Linked DNA regions of Mus musculus: all the other regions are linked to region 2. The links are chromatin contacts, called in public HiChIP or PLAC-seq and promoter capture Hi-C maps. All regions are on one chromosome and are shown on one strand. Each heading gives the region's core, a stretch centred on a gene start, on an enhancer-like site or on the middle of the called end of the contact. The rest is flanking DNA. Distances are from core to core; before and after follow the strand shown.

Region 1 (2,788 bases), core at 288-2,787, 750 kb after region 2:
TATTTTGTTTCTAAGATTGGTTTTCATTGTGGGTTTTTTTTTTTTTTCTTTTACTCGAGACAGGGTTTCTCTGTGTAGCCTTGGCTGTCCTGGAACTCACTTTGTAGACCAGGCTGGCCTCGAACTCGAAATCCGCCTGCCTCTGCCTCCCAAGTGCTGGAATTAAAGGCGTGCGCCACCACTGCCCGGCTTCATTGTATTTTTACAAGGCACTGCAACAATAGCCTTAAACTACCAGACTTTCCAATCCTCCTGCTTTTAACTCCCAAGTGCTGTTTTATGAGATTCTAGAAATCAGATTTAAGGCTTTGTACATGCTATATAAGTACACTACCAACAGAGCTACAAACTTTGGATTTAGTTTATGTTATCTTCCTTCACAGGGTCTCAACTTTCCAGCCGGGGGATGGTCATGCACTTAATATCCTCTTCTCCCACATGCGAGGATTACGGATGTGTGCCACTATACCTGGGTAGAACATGTACTTTTTTGGTTACGTTTCTGAGTCAGGGTCTCATTATGTAGTGCTGGCTGGCCTGAAATTCACTATGTAGATTAGGCTAACCTTGGAAATGTAGTGAACTTCCTGCTTCTGCTGGGATTACAAGTATGCACCACTACGCCAGTTGCTTAGAGCATGTACTTTGTGACTCCAGGGACATAGACACATGTACACTCATCTATACACCAGAACCATCCTGCTAGGGTGTAAGTAGTCCTCCTCCTTGGACCACATCCCAGACTGGTGACATCAGAATCTCTGGAAGATATTTTTTTAACAGCTCAAAGAATTCTATTCTGTTCCCAAACTGAGAATCATACCTCTGAACCCTGCTGAGTGTTCTTTGTTCCTGTGGACTGAATCACGTGTCAGGGCTCTCCTTTCCTATATCTACCTTTGTCCCACTTTGGGCTTCATTTTCCTGCAATCCAGTTTTCTTGTTTCTCCTCTCTCTGCTTCCTTTAACCACTGTGAACTTGAGAGGTCCTAAAACCCCATACCTTCACAGCAACAGTGATGTCCCTTCAGCCCAGGACTTAGACATCTTTTAATGCCACCCACCCATAAGTCTGCTTATCCCAGTTGATGATGCTTTGGGTGCATAGCCCTGGCTGATGGGGCATTTGTCACCTTAACAGGGAAGTCCTGTTGAGAGTACAAATGGTGAAACAAGGTAGATGAAGCAATACAGGAGGACAGATATGTCCTCACCATTGCAACAGCCATATCCTAGGTCTACCTCTTTAGAGACGTCTTAAGACCCAGAGAAAGCCATAAAATCCCCACTAAGGTGCTGTGACTGTCCTGAGTTTGTCCTAAGCTTGCCTCTTCAGAGACAAAGCTTGTCAGGACCCCAAAGTGTTAAAACTAAGGGGGACAATAGGGAATCAAGAGGCTAGTAGGAGCTAGGAAACTTGTGCTTTATAGATGTGCTTAGGTCTAATGACCTGACTTTGGGGACAGTAGTGGACAGGCAGGAACTCAAGGAGGGGACAGAAAGGCTATCTCCGCCTCCTTCCTCCTCTGCCCTCCCCAGCCCAACAGCTCCGACTTGGTGTGTCAGCCCGTGGAGCAGAAACCACACTTAACTTCCTCAAGGCAGAAGCCTAAGCTCAGAGCTCATTCACCCTGTGGTTCATCATCCCCTGAAGCCATGGTGAGTCCTCAAGCCCCCATTGGAAGTTCATTCAGGTAACAAGGGTCCCAAGTAGAAACTGGGGAACTGGTAAATATGCCCTCATGGGTAACCTAGCAGAACAGAGCTAGAACAGTCTTGGGGATGAGATGGCACAGGAAAAGATAAGAAACAACCAAGGCATAATAGCTTGAGCTCTTGTGGACCAGCTTTGTATCTGTGACTGCAAGGCAGTGTGGTGCTGGTTGGGTCTGCCTGGAATGATATACCCTCAATCCAGGTCAGCAGCTGGGATATAAGCAGAGGTTTCCTGTGAAGTGATTAAATGGGTCACGCACCTGCTACACCAGTCCCCATCTCCAGTCCGTTACCCAAGCTGTGCTCTGCTAAACCCTTCCTTATCTACCCTTGTGGTCATCAACTCACTTAGACTGGGGCTTCAACAAAGAAATGTCTGACCCCAGGCAAGAATTGCTTCCTTCCCAGAGATCCTTCTGAGTCCATCTCTAGATAGATTTACAAGGTTCTGTCCTCTCTGTCCTCCAATCTTTTTTACCCTTGGTGAAGATAGGCTGGGGATATCTACCAGCACCTATGGCAAAGAGCAGGTCAGACTTGAGAGCACCAGAAATGTTCTAAACATATCATATAGTGCCTGTACATTTGGGGAGCCTCCCTTCTGGTCCTCATGAGACATGTCAGGGACTATGACACCTAATACCCACATCTTAGATAGATGTATGTAGAGCTTGTTAACTTAGTTAGAATGGCTAGCCAACAAGCCCTAGAGGGCCTCCTGGCCTAAGCTCTCCAGAGCTAACTAGGATGACAGGTACTGCTCCTGACTTTGTTATGTATGAGTACTGAAGCTAGAACTCAGGCTTGCATGACAAGTACTTTACCTACTGAGAAATCTCTCTAGTCCCCCCAACTAAATTTTAACAATTTATAGTCAAAATGGGTATGGTGGTATACACCTGTAATGCCAGCACTCAGATGGCTGAAGCAGTAGAACTGTTGAATCCCAGCCTGGGCTACATAGTGAGAAACTGACTTAAAATAAACAAAAAACAAAAAAAGGAAAGGAAAGGAAAAAGGAAAAAGGGAAAAGGGAAAGGGAAAGGAAAGAAAAAGAGAGGGGGGCGAGGAG
Region 2 (2,886 bases), core at 17-2,516:
CAGCAAAATTGTCAACTCCTGGATCACCATGTCCCTCACCACAGCAGTTTCTTCGTGGCAAAATATTCAGCCCACCTGAAAGTCACCATCCAATAGCCTGTCCTCCCAAGAGGCATTTGGCATCTACGTACCTGCACTGCCAAGCCTTAGCTGGTCCCCTGGAGACTCCCCCCTCACCTACCTCAGCTCTCTACCTGTGTCTTCAGGACAGACGGATTCTGCAGGCTCTTTAACTATTTCCTAGCCATTTGTAACCTGTGTTGTCTCTGGTTGTGTGAAATGTCCCCGTGTGATCTGCTGGTTGATGTTAGGGATTCAAACTGGAATCACTAGGTGTGGAAGTGCACATCTTTCATCCCAGCACTGGAGAGCAGAACTAGGCAGATCTGTGAGTCCAGGACCAGTACCAGCCTCAAGGGTTGTATGTTAGATATCTTGCATATCAGATGTTTACATTACGGTTCATAACGGTAGCAGAATTGCAGTTATAAAGGAGCAACAAAGGTAATTTTATGGATGGGATCACAAAATGAACATTAGGAAGGTTGAGAGTCACTGCACTATGGGCATTTATTCCAGAAAGGATGGGGCCACTCGCTGCTCCAATATGTCTAACCCCCCTCCCCCGCACACACACACCCCGGCACCCCCCACCCCATCTCTCTCTCTCAACACTGAGAATCACAAAGTCCTCTGGGTAGCTGCGCCCTGAGACACTGCATAGGGTGTGTCGAGATTTTCAGGGGAGGACGAAGCAGTTATAGGACTCGTGTCCTAACCTTCATCATCCACGCAGCTCCACCTTCATCCCCCGTAGAAGAGTCCCAATCCAACTCCCAGAGTTGGCTCCTCAGGATCCTCCCGAGACCTTGGTGGAGAAGCCCAGCTGACCCCAGACGCTGCAGCGCTGAGCGCTCAGAGAGGAAGAGACCACCGCTCTGTCTGATGGACCAGCTCCACCCAGCGGAATCGGAGCGGCAAGACCCAGCGGAGCCAGATGAGACTCCGCTGCAGACTCAGCTGTCTTGCAAGACCTGCTCCCATTGCGGTCTCCGTCTGCTGCCGCAGCATCCTGCCCACATCTAAGTCACAGGCCGAACGTACCATTTCCAGCCCCGGAGTGTCCTGGTGTGCTCCTGCGGCTCCTGCTGTCAGTGAAGGCGACTCTGATATCTAGGCCTGGCATCTAGGACATACTTCCAAATAACACAAACATGCCTAATTTGGGGGGCTGGGGAGGGGGTTTAAGGAAACAGACCTCGGTCAGACAAAGCCCCTCATGCAAGAAGCGTACTTCTCATTGGACACTTCAGACACTAAAGTAATAACCTTTACCCTGATAGGCCAGCGAGCCTAACCTTTCTCCGGATAGGCCAGCGAGCCCTTGGCTCAGGTCCTGGAGCGCTAGTGACAGGGCATACAAGTTTTATTAGGCAAATTAGCAAGCAGATTTCACTCTAGACCCCTGCGTTCTAGCCCTGTCTGGGTGACTGTGTGCATGCAAGCGAAGTTTGTTCTCTTGCTTGTAACAATTCACAGTGAGCCGTTCCTAATTCTTCCTCCTAAGAATGGGGTCAGAGCAAGAGAATTCCAGACTCTGGTCACGGAGACAACTCTTAAGAGCTGCTTTGAGTAGGATTAGGAGGAAGGGCCTTATTAAAGGAAACCTCTCAGCCCGCTCTCATCTTCCCACATCCCACCGCTATACCGCCAGTCTGTACAAGACTTTGCGAACTATTCCACCAATAAAATTCACAAAAATAACCAGGTGGTGGTGGCGCATGCCTTTAATCCCAGCACTTGGGAGGCAGAGGCAGAGGCAGGCAGATTTCTGAGTTCGACGCCAGCCTGGTCTACAGAGTGAGTTCCAGGACAGCCAGGGCTATACAGAGAAACCCTGTCTCGAACAAACAAACAAATTGACAAAAATAGGCAACCTGACTTGTCTCTCACCCTGCAGTTTCAAAAAAAAAAAAACAAAACAAAACAAAAACAAAAACAAAAAGCAAAAAACCAAACAAAACAAAAACAAAAAATGTTTACCCAGAAAACCAGTTTCTGGGCCTGTTGAAATCAGTGCCCTCCTGCCCTGCTCTCTACTGCAAAAACGGATTTTCAGAGCCTTTGTGATGTGTTCAGGTTTGGAGGCCTTATTTTCTCAGACCAATAAACATCTGCTCTTGCTGTGTGTTAGGGTTTGTATTAATTAGGGTTTTATTGCTGTGAAGAGACACCATGTCCAAGGCAACTCTTATAAAGGCAAACATTTAATTGGGACTGGCTTACAGTTTCAGAGGTTCGGTCCATTATCATCATGGTGGAAAGCATGGCAGCCTCCAGACAGATATGGTACTGTAAGTGTTGGGAGTCCTACATCTTAATCAGAAGGCATCCAGGAGGAGACTGTCTTCTCCAGGCAGCCAGGAAGGGACTCTCTTCTGCACAGGGCAGAGCTTGAACACTAGGAGCCTCAAAGTCCACTGCAACAATGACATACTTCCTCTAACAAGGCCACAAGTCTTAAAAGTGCCACTCCCTGGGCCTTGCCAAGCAATTCAAACCACCACATGGTTCTTTAGCATAACAGAACACACACACACACACACACACACACACACACACACACACACACACACAGCGGGAGAGAGATGTATAAAATAATTTACAGGCTGTGGTCTAACTAGTCCAACAATGACTGACTTTGAACAGAAAGTCCAAGAACCCAGTAGTTGCTCAGAACACAAGGCTGGATGTCTCAGCTGGTGTTCAACTGATATCAGAGTCACAAAGAGCTAGGCTCTAATGCCAGTGTAGAAATGGACTTGCAAGCAAGGCAAGAGCAAGCAGGCAAAGAATAAAAGCTTCCTTCTCCCATGTCCTTATATA
Region 3 (2,854 bases), core at 189-2,688, 540 kb before region 2:
GATGTCAGTAGCACTGCATACCAGTCCCCCACCTCCACCCCCCCCCTGCCCATACACACATTATATAGATAAGACAAAACAGGACTCCAGATATTGCCAAATGTACCCCTGGGAGGTGTGAGGCAGGCAAAATCACCCTGGTTGAGAACCACTGGCCTAGAGGATGGTTGTTAAAAATCCCAAGGTTCTTGGCAAGCATTTGACCCAGGGGCTTAGGAGGACTGGCATAAAGCTCAGGTTCCATTGAAAGCCTTAAACATTCCAAACAGAATGTGGGTTATCCAGCAACCACTTAAGTTCAAGCCTGAAATACCTCCAGTAAAGTGGGAGGCACTGTCTGTGGCACTGACTGATAAGTTTCATTGGCAAACCCAGGGAGCCTTGGCAACTAACTCACTCAAGAATGATTCTACAGTCACTCAAGCATATTCCACACCCCTCACCATGCTCCTCACCCACCTTCCTCTTTGCTCAAATATCACTGATCTAAGTAGGTAGGCGGTTCCAGCCCAGTATGTTTTACAGCGACAGCTATCTTTACTCTTTCCTATTTTGCTTACATCTCTTCTTAAACGTCACCCTTCCCAGAGGCTTCAAAGCTCTCCGTGTAATGGCTGAATCTCTTCAGGATACCCAAGACCCAAAATAATATATTTATTGTATTTTGTCTGTCCTCGCCTATAAGATGCTTAAGAAATTCTTGTCAGCATTCAGTGTCTATTCAGCACCTGATTCGGTAAGTTGAGTGGAAAGTAGTCATTCGTCACCAGGGTTCAAGCTTGCTCTCTAAAGCTCCCTGCAACGGTTCAGAGCCTTCATATAGATTTACAGATTCTCACCGCCCCCTGGGGGAGTGAGGTAGGGGAGGTTGGCTCTCCCCCCCTCCCGCTTTATACCAGATGAAGTGGGGGGAGTGCCATGAGTAAGGGTCTGCGACGTTTTGCACAGAAACTGCTCAAGGGAGGCAATGGCGACAGCAGCCGCCCCAACGGACTGATCTCAGAAGCTCAGGCCTGAGAAGCGACGTCTTAGACGTGGGTGTCCGTGGGGCACTAGCCAGGGAATGACGAACGGAGGTGCGGGAAGCCTGAACCTAACGTTGAGGCCCAAGACCTACGGTCACAGAAGACACAAGCAAATCCTTGAGTAGCCAGGAGAGTCCAAGATGCCCGGCTGAGGTCAGTGAGAGCCGAAGCTTGAGGGATGCGACCCCGAAGGGAAGAGCCTAAGACGCCATTTTGTGACCACAGAGGGCAATGACCACGACACTACAAGAGGAGATCCTAGCATGACTCAGCCCGTCCTGACGCCCCGGCCCAGAGCGCTGCCTTCACCCTGTTGGGCCTACCTGTGTAGCTCATGGCCGCAGAGAACACCCGAGCCGTGGACACAGACCGCTACTCTGCGCGTCTGACGCCACAACAATCCCTGGGGTCCTTCCACACACGCTCCAGCCCCGCCTCCTTATCTCATTGGCTTCTGCAAACCTCGGACTTCACGCCTATTGGTTTCGCTACCTGTCTATTTTTACACCTCTTCGTGACAGTGGTTGGAGATACTGCCAACCCCCGACGACCCCGCCTTACTCTCCGCCTCCTGTTAACAAAAACCTGCGCCAATAGGCCAAGGGGAGAAGATGGAAAGGTTCGAAGGGGCGGAGCTGCATGCAACCTAGAGGTCCGAGCCCACGCGTGTGCTCGCCTGGTGTGTGCGAGCGAGACACTTGCCAGCGTGAGCAGAGACGACCGTCTTGCGCCCCGCCACTGAAATGAAGTCAAGAATGGTAAAGCCATGTTGAAAGGAGAAAATTAGTATCTAACTGCTAAACAAGGTCCTGACAAACGTTATGTGAGATAACGTTAAAACAAACGAAGAAGGCCATGTGTAGTAGCTGACTTCTGTAACCCCAGAATACCGGAGCCTGAGACAGAATGACTCGAGTTTGAGGTCAGATTATACTATATGAATTCTAAGCCACTCTGGGTTCCAGTGAGTCCCCGTTTCAAGGAGGGGTAAAGAATTAGGGCCAGTTTCACAAAGTAAATAGTAAATATTATTTTCTTATTAATCGTTACATAACAATTAATAGTGTTTGTAAGGATATAGCTTGGTGGAAAAACATTTTATCCTAGCATGTACAGAAGGCCTTATGTGAGCTCTCCAACTGCAAAATAAAGATGCTTTTGAAAATTTTATGTGTATTAGTGTTTTGCTTGCGCGTGTCTGTGTGAGGGTGTCAGATCACCTGAACTGGAGTTTCAGACAGCCCTGAGCTGCCATGAAGGTACTGGGAATTGAACCTGGGTCCTCTGGGAAAACAGCTAGTGCTCTTAACTGCTGAGCCATCTCTCCTGCCTCTCAAAAACCACTTTAAAAATAACTGTTTATGTGTATGCTATTTGTTATACAAGTAGTATATCTCAATGTATCATATATTATTGCAAATGCTTGACATAAGAACCTATGTTCAATGCTCAGCTCCACAAAACGAAAAATGTAACCCAGTACCAGCCTTGTTCTAAGCACTATGCCTGGCTCCTCCTGGCTGTGTGGAAAGTCACCATGGGAGGTATCCTTGGAAGAACCCTAAAAATAAAACAATGGATAAACTACAGCAAGCTCTGCTTCTATGATTCATGTACCTTCTTATGGTTTTGAGAAATGTTAAAGTAGGTGTTCTATTGGTATTAAGGAATGTTTATCAATTCTTTTTAGGCTTATGTATTTGTTTTGCTTGAATATATGTCTATGCAACTACATGCACCCCCAGTGCCTGAGGTGGTCAGAAGAGGGTACTGGATACCCTGGAGTTACTGTGAGCTGCCATGTGGGTGCTGGGAACCAAATCCAAGTT
Region 4 (2,905 bases), core at 242-2,741, 890 kb after region 2:
GTGTGCTTACTCTGGTTTTCCCTTTTATAGTTACATCAAGAGATGTTGGAGGGTTCCAAACCTCGGGAACGCACACACATCCACACACAGCCCTGGATTCCTTTGCATGATGTCCCTGAGCTACACCACCATCTCCCAGAACCCCTGAAACTTTAGCTCCTTATGATCTGCCTTCCTCTACTTGTTCTGGTTAACGGCTAATAAGATTTTGGGAAGATTCTTGCTGGGAAAGAATGGTGGGGTGGTCTGGCCAAGCAGGATCATAAGTGAAGAGGGTGCAATATATAAAAATACCCTTGATGAGAGCCTAGTGAGCCCACAGGAACCCAAGGCCAGAATCTCTTTCTTTCCTATTAAGGTGGACCTGACAAGAAGGCTAAGGATTGGAATGGCAAGTGGGGTGGTTGGGGAGTTGCCAGATGACAGCAAAGACCAGAGATACTCACTGTGTAAGTGGGTGGCGTTGGGAGTCAAGCCAATGAGCTGGGTCATCTTGGGAAGCCTCTTTCCCCTCGAAGTCTTGTCTACTCCATTGTCTAGGTGCGTGGGGGCCAAGAGGTCTATCTAAGACCGGGCAGGAAACGGGTGGTTAGATCTTTTGACTCATGCCATAACAACTGCTTAGCCACATTTCATCACTACATTTCACCCCCACTTTGTTTCCTCTTTCCCATTTGGGCCAATTGCTGGGGTAATTACCTGGCTCTGAAGATTCTGTATTCTCAGATTCTGCTTTGATAGGTATCTCTGCTGCTGGGCCACCTTCTGGAACAATTGCTGGATCTTGCTGTTTTGAGCCTTGAGCTGAGTCTGAAGATATGCAAGGCTAGTGAAGACCTGGCTTTATGTCGGCAACCTCCTCTTATTCACCCTCCCTTCTACCCTTTCACAGTCTGCTCTGAGGCCCTTCTCCACCCAGGTCCTGGAGTACTAGACTCGTTAGTCTAAGTAGAGTCAGAGTCCTAGTAGATGCGCCTACCTGCAAACTCTGCAGAGTCTCAGGAGTCTGGCCTTCAGGGACTCTATCCTCGGAGTCTTTGAAGGGTGCATCTTTTCCCTTGGGCCCCTGACAAGCGTTACCACAGGCAGCCATGCGGCGCTCCAGCGCGCCCAGCTGCCCACGGGTGCGCTCCACGTGTTCGCGCAGCCCATGGCCGAGCTGTAGCAGCCCGTGAGCCAGCAAGTTCATCTCGTCCCAGGATGCAAAGCGCGGTGGCTCTGGCTGTGCAGGGCGCCCTTGCGCGCTCAAAAGCCCCGCAGTAGCCGCGCATAGCACCAGGGCAGCGCCTGCTGTCGGAGCGCAGCGCATGATTCTGGGGGTGGCCTTGGGTGCAGCAACGCTAGGACTCCGGAACGCAGGAGTTCAAGACCCAGCAGCTGGAGTTCTGGGGGAGCCGGCTCAGACTTAGACTTGCTCTGGTGCAGAAGAAGATCTGGAGCCCGTAGCTCATAAGCGTTTCACGGTTGCACCTAAAGCCCCACTTTATAAAGCGGGTGTGGGAGTGGGAGGGAGAGCATTGGAGGCGGGGCCCGGGGGCGGAGCGAGTGGCCAAGTTTTAGGGTGCAATGCCACAGGCTTTGTAGTTACGAGTGTGTGTGTGTGGCGTGTGTGTGTGTGTGTGTGTGTGTGTGTGTGTGTGTGTGTATGAAGAGTTCTTGGGGATGGCTGCTTCGCCTTCCTTGCGACCTAATAAGCGACGTGACTGTCTGTGCACTGCATGGTTCATCCTAAGGCCGGAAATTCCCAGCCCTAGCCCGCATCCCAGCCCGGTTCAATGGAGGAAAGGGCGTACAAATCAGGACGTAGATGCCTTCTTTTTTTTTTTTCCCCTTCCCGCTACGTGGATGCCTTCTTGACTGACCCCTTCTCAAGTCAAAAGCAAAGTAGGGCAGAGTTACGTGGCAGAAAGTTCTCTCCCTGGTAGGCTGAGTTCAGATGGCAAGTGGGGGATTACAGAACCTTGCTCTCTGCCTCTTAGAGGCTTCCTGAGATCTTTAATCCACAGACCAGGCGGAACCCCTGCCCCCACTCTCACTTCCACCACCTTTCTGGCTCCCACGCTCTTTCCAGCTCAAGCATTCGTCATTGCAGATGTGTTTGTGAGGATCACTAACACCCTTGTTCAATTAGTCACCTCTTCCTGGCCAAATAGTCAATAGCTGGGATTTCTGTCTACATTGTAGAGATTGCAACCCTAGGCTTCCTCCTGTTGCCTGTCCTCCACCACCAGGGGTCTTGGTGTCCAGGAATTTACCTGCGTTAAAGGAGGATCAGTGTCTGAGGACAGACCTGTCATCCCAGCTCTTGGGGCATGGAGCAGAAGAGTGTGGAATTCATCTTGAGCTACACAAGTGAGTTTAAGAGAGCCTGGGCTACTCTGAGCCAGGTCTCCAAACAACAACAGCAACAACAAAACTGGTGGCACGCACCTGTAAACCCATCACGCAGGACACAGGGGAATAGTACAAGCTACAAGCTAGCCTGCTCTACATAGTAAGTTACAGACCAGTCAACGCTGAAACAGCAAGACCTTGTTTCAAAACAAAACAAAAACAATTCATAGTTATGCATACTTTAACTCCCAGCACTGCAGAGCAAGAAGCAATTGGAGGAAGCTCTGTGAGTTTGAGGTCAGCCTGGTCTACATAGTGAAGTTCCAGGCCATCCAGGAAGAAGACCTTGTCACAAAACAACAACAACAACAACTAAAAAAGCCAGGAGGAACTGGAAATCTATCTTACCAGTTAAGAGCATTTACATCTTTTGCAGGGGATCTAAGTCCAACAGCTCACAGTCACCTATAATTCCAGCTCCAGGAGCTATGGTGACTTTGACCTCCTCAGGCACTCACACACATGCACACAATTTAAAACAGTCATTTAAACATTTAAAAAGCAGGCTGGA
Region 5 (2,804 bases), core at 128-2,627, 950 kb after region 2:
GGTTAGTGACTTGCCTTCCAGCCTTGTTGGGAGGTAGTGTCATAGATTCTTTTTTTTTTTTTTTTTTTTTTTTTCTTTTTGGTTTTTCGAGACAGGGTTTCTCTGTGTAGCCCTGCTGTCCTGGAACTCACTTTGTAGACCAGGCTGGCCTTGAACTCAGAAATCCACCTGCCTCTGCCTCCCGAGTGCTGGGATTAAAGGCATGCGCCTCCACGCCCGGCCAGTGTCGTGGAATCTTAAGGTAGAGCTATGGAAAACGTAATGTGAAGAATAAAACACTAAGCTGGTACATGACTATATCCCCAATACTTCGGAGGCCAAAGCAAGAGAGAGGATCACTAGTTTCAGGCCAGCTTGGGTTACCTCAGACCAGCAGAAACCACAACATCACTAGCCACATTGGATAAGCTGACTCAATGCATTCAACTGTGGAAGTGGGATGAGAAAACCCAAGGCTGCCAATCTGTATCAATTACAATTAATACAATTGTAGTATCAATCTACCAGGCCCATGTTAGAATAAATGTTTCTCAAGTGTGTGAGAACTAGAAGTTAATGAGGTTGGGATGGGAACCAAGGAGATGGTCAGTCCAGGTTCGAAGCCAGTAACTGTTCACTCATTTGATCATTCCATCATTCCCTCACTATTTTCGCCATTCATCAAAGGAAACCAACATCCTGGTTCGCCTGCAGCTGGCATTCTAGGGGGCAATCAAGACAATAAAGCTAAAATAAGTAAAATCCTTAGGTGGCACAAAGGAGGGACCTGCTGGGGAGTGTTCACAGGGTGTGGCTGCCATATTCATTGGGACCATTGGGCAGTGATATTTGCAGTAGGCTACATGTGAAGTTTAGGTCAAAATTGCTAAGTTCATTTATATCCCTAGAAGGTTTATTTTTATTTTTGGTTTTTTGAGACAGGGTTTCTCTTTGTAGCCCCCGGTGTCCTGGAACTTACTCGGTAGACCAGGCTGGCCTGGAACTCAGAAATCTGCCTGTCTTTGCCTCCCAAGTGCTGGGATTTAAGGCGTACACCACCACTGTTCAGCAGAAGTTTATTATTTCAAGTTAATGTGGTTATTTTCATGGAACTGGGGATTAAACCTAGAGCCTCCTGAATACTACTAGGCAAGTGCTCTACTACTGAACTACTCCCCGAATTCCTGTTTTTTATTCTGAGGTAGGGTCTCCTTTAATAGCCTAGGTTGGCTTTGTTCTTCCTCAGCCTGTAGAATATCTGGGAGTTACAGGCCTAGGTCACCAAACACATTAGGTTTTACTGCTAGGAAGAAGCCAGGAGGAGCCCTAAAATCAAAGTACCCTTGTATTCGGGTACTTACGGTCGCAGGCTTGCTTGCGCCACTCCCCCCTGCCTTTGTGTGCGCGTGCGCGAGAATCAGCGCGTCCTTCTGACTGAGCGGCTGCGGCTGGAGCGGAGCAGTTCGGCTAGCTGTTGGATGGCGCGGGGCGGAGCTGGGCGGGCAGTGGCCCTGGGCCTGGTGCTGCGGCTCCTCTTTGGTCTCAGAACAGGCCTAGAGGCCGCTCCGGCTCCGGCCCATACCCGGGTCCAAGTCTCCGGTGAGTGAACCCCCGTTTCTACACCGCTTTTGATCCCGCCTCCACGCGCTGGCATCGCCTCACTATTGGCTGCGCCGCCCATCGGTCGTTGACACTCCCCCAGCACGCGTGTTTGGCTTTAGCGTGGGTAGAGTGGAGAGAATCGGCCCTCTGTGCGTGCAGAGGGGACCGCCACATGGGTGCCTTCTCCTGTGTTCTGCTCAGCTTCCTCCCTTATTCCTGCGCTGTCCCTAAGTCACCTCCAAGCCGTCCTTCAGCTCAATGTGGGCTGGAAGGCTTTTGTTTCTGATTTTGACCTCTCACCACGCAGGGCTGGTCACCCGGTACCTTCTTGCAGCAGGTATGCCTTCCCGAAACCTTCAGCCCTGAGGCTGCAGTTCTGTGGCTGTTCTTTCAGCACCCAGAGCTTCAGTTTTTCCTTGTATTCCTGCCTCAGAGAATGGAAGGAAGAGCCCTGGAGTGTATTTCCCCTGTGAACCCCAATCTTGGCCAGGAACCTGTCCCGGGCAGGACGAGGAGGCCCGATTGTGACCACTGGCCACTACTGACCATCCACTCTGTATGAGAATAGGTCTTAACTGTTTCAAGGTTTTTTTGGTTTGTTTGTTTTTGTTTCTGTTTTTAGGTTTTTATTATGTTTTGATTTTTTTTTTTTTTTTCCAAACAGGGTCTCACTTTATAGCTCTGGCTGTCTGCAACTTGCTATATAGACTAGGCTGGGCTTGAACTCCTAGAGATCCACCTCCCAAGTACTGGGATTAAAGGCAGGCACTAGTTCCCCTTTTTTTGAGACAGGGACTTACTATATAACACAGGCTGGACTGCTGTTTTCAACTTGTGCCTTAGGCTCCCCAGCACAGGGATTATTAGGTATGGACCATTGTATTTGGCTGTTTATGGATCTGTACCCATAAACTACCCCTCCTCCCACTTTCGGCTGTTTTGTAGCTCCAAGCAGTCTTCTTGTTCCAGCATCCCAGGAGCTGGACTTACTATTGAGCAACATTAAGTCTGGCCTTAGTATTCCTCTTTTACAGATGAGGACATAGACTGGGAGGAGGAATCATGGGTCATCCTGACTCCTGTCTGATTAATTGCCCCCAAGAGGTATAGGGTCTGCTCTGCTCTGGGCCCATTCCAAGAAAATACAGAGTCAGGAAGAGAAGGTCTGAGTTGGCAGGACTGTGAGTTGTTAGGCATGGAGAGGAGGCTATGCTGGGCAGGAA
Region 6 (3,141 bases), core at 165-2,664, 830 kb after region 2:
ACCAAAGTTACACTAAATAACCCAGCGGAACCTTGAAGTCTTCCTGCCTCAGCCTCCAGAGCACCTGACCTAACAGGCCTGTACCACCATGCTCCATGCCCTAGGCACTTTATTCTGCCTCTGTCACTGATACTGTATGTCTTGATTCAAGTTAATTTGCTTTTCTGGGCCTCATCCATCTCTTTCTTACTTTAGGGTGTGTGTGTGTGTGTGTGTGTGTGTGTGTTGTTTTTCTTGGCAGTACTGAGATAAAACAAGGGCCTAGTGCATGCTAGGCAAGTACTGAGCTAGACCCCCAGTCCAGAAACTAAGTTCTAATCCCAGAAGCTCTACTTCCTATTTGCTGTATGGCCTTGGGCAACAGCTTTAACTTCCCTGAACTTCAATTTACTCATTTAGATGAAAGGAATTACTTTTAATACTTCTACCTAGTATGTTTCCCACTAACCACATTAATTCTGACTACAGAGTTTTTTTAAAAGTGTTTTCCCCAGGCATGGTGGCGCACACCTTTAATCCTGGCACTCGGGAGGCAGAGGCAGGCGGATTTCTGAGTTCGAGGCTAGCCTGGTCTACAAAGTGAGTTCCAGGACAGCCAGGGCTATACAGAGAAACCCTGTCTCGAAAAACAAAACAAAACAAAAAAAGTGTTTTCAATTATATTTATTTTGCTTGTATTTTTGCATATGTATGTGGTGTATATTCATGCAAGGGTGTGTCTATGGAGTCCAAATGACAACTTTCTGTTGTCAGTTTTTCTTTCACCATATGAGACCTCAAGACTGAACTCAGACAACAAGCACCTTGACCAGCTGAGCTATCTTGGCAGTCCCTGACTACTGTTTGAAAAACAACATTTTCAGTACAGTGCACTGAGTAGCTTTTTGTGAAGCGCCCCAACTCTTTATAATGTTAATAATCACCCAAACAGAACCGTTATGAAGAGGGTTTCAGAGTGACATTAGTCACTTATTGACCTCCTACTGTATGCCAGGCGCTTTTCTCATCAGCCATTTCCTAAATCATGTTGGCTCCGAGATGACCCACTTTTCCTAGATGGGGAAACCGAGGCTCACAGAGGTTTCTCCTGCGTGGCGAGGCTCGGAGACCTCTCACCAACCTTGAAATGATAATTGAGGTGCCTGCGTCCTGAGCAGGGCTAAGTAAGGCCAAGGGTAGCGCCCTATCTGTCCCGCTCGAGTACTCAGCCGGAGGCTCGAACCCGGAACCTGGGAAACCTGCCTACATACTCGGGTCAGGCCCATTCGCTGTTCCGTGCCTACCTGTTCCGCGGCCGGGCCGGGCGACCGCGCAGGCCCCTCGGTTCTCCCTGGCCCGGGTCCCGGCCCGGCCCGGCCCGTCAGCAGCGGCTTGCTCCGGCTCCGGCGAGCACCTGCGTCCGGGCACCGCCCGCCGAGCAGACAGCACGGCGAACCAATGAAGACTGCCTCTGAGTATCATCTGCCAATCAGCATACACGCCCCGCCCAAGAAGGTGGGGCCTTCAAAATACGGGACGTCCTGGGCGGTCCAGGCCCCGCGGCGCCGCAGCTTCTGACTCCGCCCCTGCTGCGTTCTGGCTCCACCCCCAAAATGGACCCCGCCTCATCCCAGCTCCTCCCCCATCCCAATCTCTGGCTGTAGACTTGCTGCCAGAGCCTGGAGCAGAACAAAGGCGAGCTTAAGTAAACAACTTCACACTTGCCAAATAACTTCTTTCCGCCTTCTTCTCCGCTCCCCCCGGCCCCCGTTTGTTTGTTTGTTTGTTTGTTTGTTTGTTTGTTTGTTGTGTTTTTTAAAGACAGTTTTAATGTAGATCAGGCTAACCTCGTACTCACTCTGTAGCCAAGGATAACCTCTCTGATCCTCTGGCCTCCACCTTCCCAGTTCTATCGGGAGCTAGAATGGAATGAAGTTTTTCTTCCGTGCTAGGCACAAACAGTGTGAACTGAGCTACATTTTTATCACACTTACCAATCCTAGGGTGGCTATGATCACATTTTGCAGAAGGAAATCCGCCCAAAGGGGTTAGAGTTCTGTGGAGGAAACTAAAGCCATCATCATTTACTCATCAATTATTCAAGCAAGACATACATTCAAAAAATGGAGCAACAGATGGTAGAAAGAGCTGTTGAGATAGATCAGCGGGCAAGAGCTCTTGCATGGCAAACATGAGGATCTGAGTTAAAATCCCCAGCATCCACATAAAAGAGCTGAATAGGGCCTCGAACTCCTGTAACCTCAGTGCTGTAGATGGTGTAAACAGGAAGATGGCTGGGGTTTGCTGTCTGCCAATCTAGCACTGGTTTCAGTGAGAGAACACTTAGCAGTACTTGCCTAGCATACACAAAGCCCTGGGCTTGGTCATACATGCCTATAATCCCAGCACCCAGGAAGTTCAAGGTCACCCTCAACTACACAGAAAGCAAGGCCAACCATATGAAGGAAAACCAAAAAGATCAAAATTCTGTAGGAAGCATTATTATGGTCCAGGCATGTGCAAGACCCTGGGGACACATTAACTAATATAAATATTGTGAGACAAACATTAGCGGTTTTTAATCATTGTGTTTGCTTATTTGTTAGAGACAGGTCTTACTGTGTAGCCCAGGTCCTGCCTCACCCTCACAAGCGTAAGATTATAGGCATATGCCACCACAGCCCCACGTTATTAGTATGAATTATTATTCTTACAATGCCTGTGATGGAGCCAGCAGCCTGATACATTAGGTAGGTGCTCCACCACTGAGCCACACCTTAAGCTTCATGGTGGTGGTGGTGGTTATGGTGATGCTGATTTGGTTTGGTTTGGGTTGGGTTTTTGATAGAGGGTTTCCTAAAGCCCAGTGTGGCTTTGAAGTGGATATACAGACAAGGATGACCTGGAAATCCCGCTTCCAAGTTCTAAGTGTGGGCATGCCTGGCATGAGTCACCACGCCCGGCTTTAGTAACATTTTTTTTAATTTGCCCACAGAATATGAACATATAAGAAACAATGTAGAATCACTTTTGTTCAGTTCCAACAGCAACAGTAAAAAGAAGTTTAAAAAGTTAGATGTGCTGGCACAGGCCTTGAAGACCAGCCGTCAGAGACAGAAACAGGCAAATCTCTATGAATTGTAGATTCTGTGAGGTAGGCCA

The links. Promoter capture Hi-C pulls out the DNA fragments that hold promoters and counts their contacts. HiChIP or PLAC-seq counts read pairs in DNA pulled down with a chosen protein or histone mark.
Region 1: a promoter capture Hi-C map of hippocampal neurons shows a contact between it and region 2, with 2.9 times the contacts expected there. The contact joins the promoter of Pram1 here to the promoter of Zfp870 in region 2. A contact is called at or near these places in 2 of 39 promoter capture datasets (3T3-L1-derived adipocytes and hippocampal neurons).
Region 3: a contact with region 2 is called in a promoter capture Hi-C map of stem cell-derived epiblast-like cells, with 2.2 times the contacts expected there. The contact joins the promoter of Akap8l here to the promoter of Zfp870 in region 2. A contact is called at or near these places in 1 of 39 promoter capture datasets (stem cell-derived epiblast-like cells), 3 of 115 datasets of contacts at active chromatin or transcription factors (embryonic stem cells, pancreatic cancer cells and trophoblast stem cells) and 1 of 9 other capture datasets (pancreatic islet).
Region 4: a FOXA1 HiChIP or PLAC-seq map of pancreatic cancer cells shows a contact between it and region 2. The contact joins the promoter of Angptl4 here to the promoter of Zfp870 in region 2. A contact is called at or near these places in 2 of 39 promoter capture datasets (embryonic stem cells and liver) and 3 of 115 datasets of contacts at active chromatin or transcription factors (microglia, neural tube and pancreatic cancer cells).
Region 5: an H3K27ac HiChIP or PLAC-seq map of embryonic stem cells shows a contact between it and region 2, with 2.9 times the contacts expected there. The contact joins the promoter of Cd320 here to the promoter of Zfp870 in region 2. A contact is called at or near these places in 2 of 39 promoter capture datasets (both in liver), 3 of 115 datasets of contacts at active chromatin or transcription factors (astrocytes, embryonic stem cells and large pre-B cells) and 1 of 9 other capture datasets (embryonic stem cells).
Region 6: a contact with region 2 is called in a promoter capture Hi-C map of liver, with 2.8 times the contacts expected there. The contact joins the promoter of Marchf2 here to the promoter of Zfp870 in region 2. A contact is called at or near these places in 3 of 39 promoter capture datasets (hippocampal neurons and liver) and 1 of 115 datasets of contacts at active chromatin or transcription factors (large pre-B cells).

What each region holds. Positions count from the first base shown.
Region 1 is chr17:33,636,519-33,639,306 of GRCm38.p6, forward strand. Pram1 (PML-RAR alpha-regulated adaptor molecule 1) reads left to right here and starts at 1,538. Exons shown (of 10, transcript NM_001002842.2): 1 at 1,538-1,659. The coding sequence starts at 1,657.
Region 2 is chr17:32,890,337-32,893,222 of GRCm38.p6, forward strand. It overlaps Zfp870 (zinc finger protein 870), which reads right to left and starts at 1,267. Exons shown (of 4, transcript NM_207245.2): 1 at 1,105-1,267. The coding sequence starts at 1,107.
Region 3 is chr17:32,349,139-32,351,992 of GRCm38.p6, forward strand. Akap8l (A kinase (PRKA) anchor protein 8-like) reads right to left here and starts at 1,439. Exons shown (of 14, transcript NM_017476.2): 1 at 1,349-1,439. The coding sequence starts at 1,361.
Region 4 is chr17:33,780,084-33,782,988 of GRCm38.p6, forward strand. It overlaps Angptl4 (angiopoietin-like 4), which reads right to left and starts at 1,492. Exons shown (of 7, transcript NM_020581.2): 1 at 980-1,492; 2 at 700-810; 3 at 447-564. The coding sequence starts at 1,309.
Region 5 is chr17:33,841,714-33,844,517 of GRCm38.p6, forward strand. It overlaps Cd320 (CD320 antigen), which reads left to right and starts at 1,378. Exons shown (of 5, transcript NM_019421.3): 1 at 1,378-1,578. The coding sequence starts at 1,458.
Region 6 is chr17:33,717,263-33,720,403 of GRCm38.p6, forward strand. Marchf2 (membrane associated ring-CH-type finger 2) reads right to left here and starts at 1,415. Exons shown (of 5, transcript NM_001252480.1): 1 at 1,284-1,415.